2 separate regions of the Muntiacus reevesi genome follow, and region 2 is linked to region 1. Evidence: chromatin contacts called from public Hi-C data. All regions are on one chromosome and are shown on one strand. The core of a region is the stretch at or near the end of the contact, and the rest is flanking DNA. Distances in the headings are between cores, read along the strand shown.

Region 1 (2,892 bases), core at 118-2,617:
CAAGATGTATGCTTTGCCAACTAACGAAAGGCCCTATTTCTGCAAGGCTACACCTCCTAGGGAATATTTCCTATACTTCCTCCAATCTAAAGGCAGTAATATTGTCTTTTCCATTTAAGACAAAAAAAAGCAAGAAAATCGACTTTAGTCAGGGTATTGCAATAGGAAGAGTACACCAGATATGAAGATCAGGGTATCTAGTACAGGGGACATGGGGTTGTCTGAGACTTTCCTAGGAAGGAATGTGTGATGCTTTATAGTTGTGATTGATTTGCAGTCAGAAGTTTCAAACAGTAACGAGAACAGAAAAATGTTTATTCCAGCATCTAGTTATTTGGGGACTTCCCTGGTAGCTCAGCTGGAAAAAAATCTGCATGCAATGCAGGAGACTTCTGTTCAATTCCTGGGTCATGAAGTTCCCCTAGAGAAGGGATAGGCTACCCACTCTAGTATTCTTGGGCTTCCCTGGTGGTTCAGACGGTAAAGAATCTGCTAGCACACCTGGGTTCCATCCCTGGGCTGGGAAGATCCCCTAGAGGAGGGCATGGCAACCCATTCCAGTATTCTTGTCTGGAGAATCCCCATGGACAGGGGAGCCTGGAGTCTCAAAGAGTCAGACACGACTGAGCGACTAAGCACAGCATAGCACTAGTTTTAGAGGGGCAAAGTCAGGAACAGAAAGTTGCAAGATCTGAGCAGGTTCAGAAGGAAGGGGAAAGGTCTTCTGCCTTGTCATGGGTAAACTAGGCGGTCATCTCTAAGTCTTACAGGTCTCACGAAAAAGAGCGGAGAATAACCTTTACTTGAGAGATAGGAAGAGGGATGGTTCTTTAAAGTCCGCGTTCTGACATGCTAGTTTCTCAACCATTGTTGTTTCTCACAAGCATGTAGGGCTCAAGGGAAGTTCAACAGTTTCACTTCAGCAAGATTTCATCCGGGAACCCTCCTGGAAGCAAAAACCTGTACTTCCTATTGTAAACCAAATGGTTTCTTAAGATGGAAATTAAGTCGTAACTTTTTAAAAAGAAAGGACGAAAAATGCCTTGAAAAGAGGCTCTTTTGATCAGGTCACTTAGTAACACATCATAGCTCGCTAGGCTTCGAACTACAAGTCCCAGAAGAAAACGCGCCACTTCCCGTCCTAAGGGCGGGAATCAAGCGCGTCGCTGCTTGATGGGAACGATAGTTAATTTCCGTATGATGGAAAATTTAATTTTAGCGAGTCTTCATTTTTCGGAACAATACTCCAGATGGTACTCAAACAAAGCACGGGCGGAGAACCCATAAAGTAACACTCATCTCCATGGGGAACAGACCAGATTCCTCCAAGAAGATTGTAATTGCAGTCGGGGCTCCCGCTCAATTTCCCCACAAGTTTCCTTTCCGGCCAATGCCGTGTGTCATACCGTTGAGTCTTCTCATTGGCCAGATGTCATGTGACAGCGCCTGCGCACTGCATTCTTTTGAGGGTGGGGGCAGACGCCATTTTGGCCCAGAGGTGCTTCTGGGAAGTAGCTCACTGACCCGCGCGCTTTGGTCGCCAGCAGGGTACGGCCTTTTCTGCAGGCGTTTGTAGGTCCAAGTGTGCGCGTCTGCCGCCGTTGCTGCCTTACTCTCCGCAGTCTCCCAAAGCTCCAGTTGGGCGGGAGCCTCTGAGCCCCGGGCCGCGCTATCGGTGGTCACAGCGCCGGCAAGGAAGTGACGGGGGCGGCGCGGGGCCCAGACACTCCCCGCCTAGAGCCGCCTGCGATGGACTCGGAGTATTACAGCGGCGACCAGTCAGGTGAGGCAGGGACGTAGGGGACAGGGCTGGGGGGCGGTGCGGTTTCTCGATCGGGCTTGGCCACGCACTCCCGCGGGGAAGAGAAGGAAGCCCCAGAAACCTCTCCCGGGACTCAGTCTGATGTTGACTGAGGCGTAGCGGGGAGAGCTGGCAGCCCGGCTGCGGACCCAGAAGTTAGAACCTTGGAGAGGGAATTCTGGACGGAAAGCCGTCTTTCAGATCGGCGAAGGATGTTGCTGAACTGGGAGCCCCTTGTATATATCAAATGCTTACTGTGTGCAAAGTATTAGGAATGGCCTCTCTTGATAGGGAATTTGTTTGAGCAGTTGAGAGTGATTTTCGAGAATCCCGGGGAGCTAGCTGTTCAGTGGGGGTGCATGATCTTACCTAGACTTTTCACTTGGAGTTGAAACTGGTTTGACTACGCCTGCAAACTAGTTTCTCCCATTAAAGAAAACATCGGAGTTGAGTTGTATACGTATTTTAGAATAAGGTGTGTACCTCTGGGGCTTACTAGTGATTTTTGTGCCTTTCCTTCAACTTGAGATCTTTCCCCTTTCTCCTCCCTTAAGTTCTTTCTTTTTCTGTTTATAAACACGCGGCCCCACTCTGTTAACGCAGTGCTGGGCACTGGGGAACCCAAAACGAATAAGGCAGAACCTCATGGGGAATAAAAACATTACTTTTGCTTTCCTATTGTGTTCTAGTTCCAGTGAGTATTGTCTGTCAGAAGTGCTTAAATAAATTTCTAAGCATAACTACCTTCTTTTCTGTTTTGCGTTCACATAGATTCTAATATATGACGACGAATAGCAGTGACTGCAAACACGTTTCCAAACATATTCTGCTGTTTCGCTTTAAACGTTTTCCTCATGTTTTCAAAATAGTTGTCAGTTCATTTGTGTTTTTAAATTTAATATGCTGAAAGACATGAAAAGTTAGCAATTTCCTGACTTTTTTTTTTAGCGTTTTTTTGATGTTTATCCCTGTATTCCTAACTTATGCTATCTTGTTGCATCATTTTTAGGCATTCTGTAATTATTTCCTATTATGCTAGGACAGGGTTTTAACCTCTTCTGACCCTCCTTACCCCAATTCTGACCGTTGAA
Region 2 (2,892 bases), core at 178-2,677, 540 kb before region 1:
TGAAACGGAGTCATTTTTGAAAATGATATTTGAAGCTGTAAGGGTGCGTTAAACTGGTCAGGAAGATGGCATAGCATTGAGAGAGGGCTGGAGCCTTGGAGAATGCGGTACATGTGAGAAAGACAAGGCATAAAGGAGCTTAATAGAGACAGAAGTAGCATCAGGAAATAGTGTGTTTCTGGAGACCAAAGGAGTTGATAGTTGATTTACAATGTTGTGTTAGTCTCAAGTGAACAGCAAGATGATTCAGTTACACATACACATGTATCTATTCTTCAGTATTCTTTCCCCAGAGGGAAGAATATTTTAAGGAGGAACTAATGTTGGTGAAACTAGACAAGCTGAAAACTAAGTAAGGACCACTGGGTGAGGTGAGAGGGTCACTGGCAACTTAGGGGGAGCAGCCTGGGAAGCAGCGGCAGAGGCAGAATCAACTGCCTAAGGAGAGAGGAGGCTAAGGTATACCACATCAGTTACTCTTAGAAGAAATTTGAGAAGGGAAGAGAGTGTGAAACCAAAGTGGCTTGAGGAAGGAGAGGGATATTTTAGGTTCATTCTTGTAGCCACGAGCTACGCTCTTCCTAGCAAGAACATAGCTGTACATGAAAGGAAGAAGGATGTGAGCCCTTTTTATTTCTTAACACAAAACTCCAGACCTAAATTACCATCTGGGAAGGAAGGAGGGAGACATCATCATCATTATCAGACTCAGATTTTGCTTCGGCAGTGTTGACCAAGTCTTGTACAACCATATAAACGCCATCCCTCCACTCTAAACAAAACAGCAAACCACCACCACTCCCTCCGCTTCTTCGCAATCTGGAAAAACCAAGCAGGTACAACGTGTTCGAGTCCTTCGCCTCTCCGAGCCGGCTTTAACCTGAGAGTGCTCAGCTCAGCTCTCTGGTGGGTCCGGCCCGATGAGCAGCTCCCGACGCGGAGTCCAGCGTAAACCCAACAGAGTCGCTCCAGTTTCGTGCATCTCATCCTCCCACGATGCTCAGGCTTCGCGGGCCATGGCCTCGGTGCAAACACCAATTACAGTCAGAAAACCCCTCGGCCCTGCCTGCAGCTCCTTCGGCCCAGTGTAGTCGGCCTCCATTACTCTTTTCCCGCGAGGCACCTCCCTCGAGAAAATGAAACCTGGTGCCATCAGCTGAAGCAAAAGGGTGGGACCTTTCTACTAGGCACACGGAAAAGGCAGAATCAACTCAGACAGCAAAGGGGTGTGCTACCCGGGTCGGGTCGCCAGGACGCCCCGCCCAGGCCCGCCCTCTAGGCATCAGGGACTACGTTTCCCAGAGGCCTCAGCGGCCCCGAGGGGCTGGCCAGTCCGCTCTCTGCTCACACTGCGCGGTGACTGGCTTCCTCGGAGGAGGGCGGGGCCTAATCCAGCCAATGGGTGAGGGGCTCGTTACGGCGGCGGAAGCAGTGGCGCTGGGTTGAGGGGTGGGGGACAGAGTGCTAGCGCCTCGGCGGTGGCGGCAGGTCCCGGAGCCCGAGGACGTCGGCTCCACAGGCGGAGAGCGCACGGAAGCAAGCTCGAAGTGGCGCGGCGGCCACTTGGCGCAGCACTCAGGTAATGGCGGGACAGGCGCCCGGGAGCGAAGGGGAGGGGAGGAGACGAGGGGGCGGGGCGGCCGAGCCGGGCTGCAGCGTCCGTCCCGCTGCGCGTCCCCGGGGAAGGGCAGCGGTGCCTCGTCTCCTGCGGCGTAGACCTGTGCTCTTTCGCGAGCTGAGCACGGCAGTTGGCCCGGCGGCAAAGGCCCGGTGTCCTGCGGCAAGGAAAGGAGAGGCGTCGGGAGGGCTGGGCTGATCCGGGCGTGGGGGCGTGGCGGGCGTGGGCCTTGGCGGGGAAGCTGAGAGGCCGGGGGAGCGCGGGCGGGCGGGCAGCCCAAGGAGTTTGGCTCCTGGAGCAGTTTAAAGTGACTCTCCACATCCGGGCCCTGCGCCCGCCGCTTTCAGACCCCGACCGAGGCGGGGCCTCCTAGCTCCCCGCCCCTTTCGCCGGCAGCGCCTGTCTTCCTCTGCTATTGGCTCAGCCTCGAGGGCTTTGGGCTGCCCCGGTGAGGCTCGCGCCTGATTGGCTGGCAGTCGGCGGGAGGGTGGGGCGGGATCAGAGCTAGCAGACCGCGGTGGATTGGTCCGGGCGCTGGAGTGACGCGCCCGGCGTGGGGCCAATGGACAGGCGGGGGAGGTAGGGGCAGGTTCGGGGGAAGAGGACTGGAGCGGAGCGGTGGCCGGGTGGCCCGGGTGAGCGGGGCCAGAGGAGCTGGACAGCGGCGGGTCCGAGGCGCGCTGTGGCGCGAGCCCTCCCGGCGACCTCGGAACCCAGCGCCGCCACCGAGATGGGTCCTCCGCGGCCCTCTTAGCCTGGCGAGGTGGAATCGGGAGGGAGGGGAGGGCGGCGGGCGGCGGCTGCAGGTAAAGAGGCATACTGGTCCTGAGCTCCTCAGAATGCCTAACCCCCTCCCCGGAGAAGTCTTAGAGACCCCATGTGTCTGGAGACCCGTGTCCTCCGACCTCAGCTGTGGGGTTCGGGGTGGAGGTAGGACTGCGGGCGTATGGAGGATTTCGGCAGAGCTTGGCTCCTGAGGGGAAAGTGAGGGTCGATTTTAGGGAAGGTGGCGAAGGTCTCCGTTCCCTCTGGCTCGGTGGCGGTCTGTGAAAGGGCGGGATGAAATCTGTCACTGAAGGCCTGTGCAGAAAAACATGAGAATTCCTTTTGGATCAGGTCTTGATGTAAGGCTTCTGATCGTTTCTTAGGACAGGGCATCTGCCTCCGATTCCTCCTTTGACACATTGATGACAGTTTTGTACACCTTGGTGTGAAGCTTGGCTTTCAAAGGCACAACCCGTTTGTCATGAAACTTTACAGAGAAATGTATGTAT

Evidence for each region. A called contact is a pair of places that touch in the nucleus more often than the background predicts.
Region 2: a Hi-C map of muscle shows a contact between it and region 1, with 8 times the contacts expected there. The contact joins the promoter of SAP130 here to the promoter of IWS1 in region 1. A contact is called at or near these places in 2 of 3 Hi-C or Micro-C datasets (blood and muscle).

What each region holds. Positions count from the first base shown.
Region 1 is chr3:264,115,862-264,118,753 of mMunRee1.1, reverse strand. IWS1 (interacts with SUPT6H, CTD assembly factor 1) reads left to right here and starts at 1,367. Exons shown (of 15, transcript XM_065931964.1): 1 at 1,367-1,783. The coding sequence starts at 1,750.
Region 2 is chr3:264,652,452-264,655,343 of mMunRee1.1, reverse strand. SAP130 (Sin3A associated protein 130) reads left to right here and starts at 1,427. Exons shown (of 21, transcript XM_065931989.1): 1 at 1,427-1,579.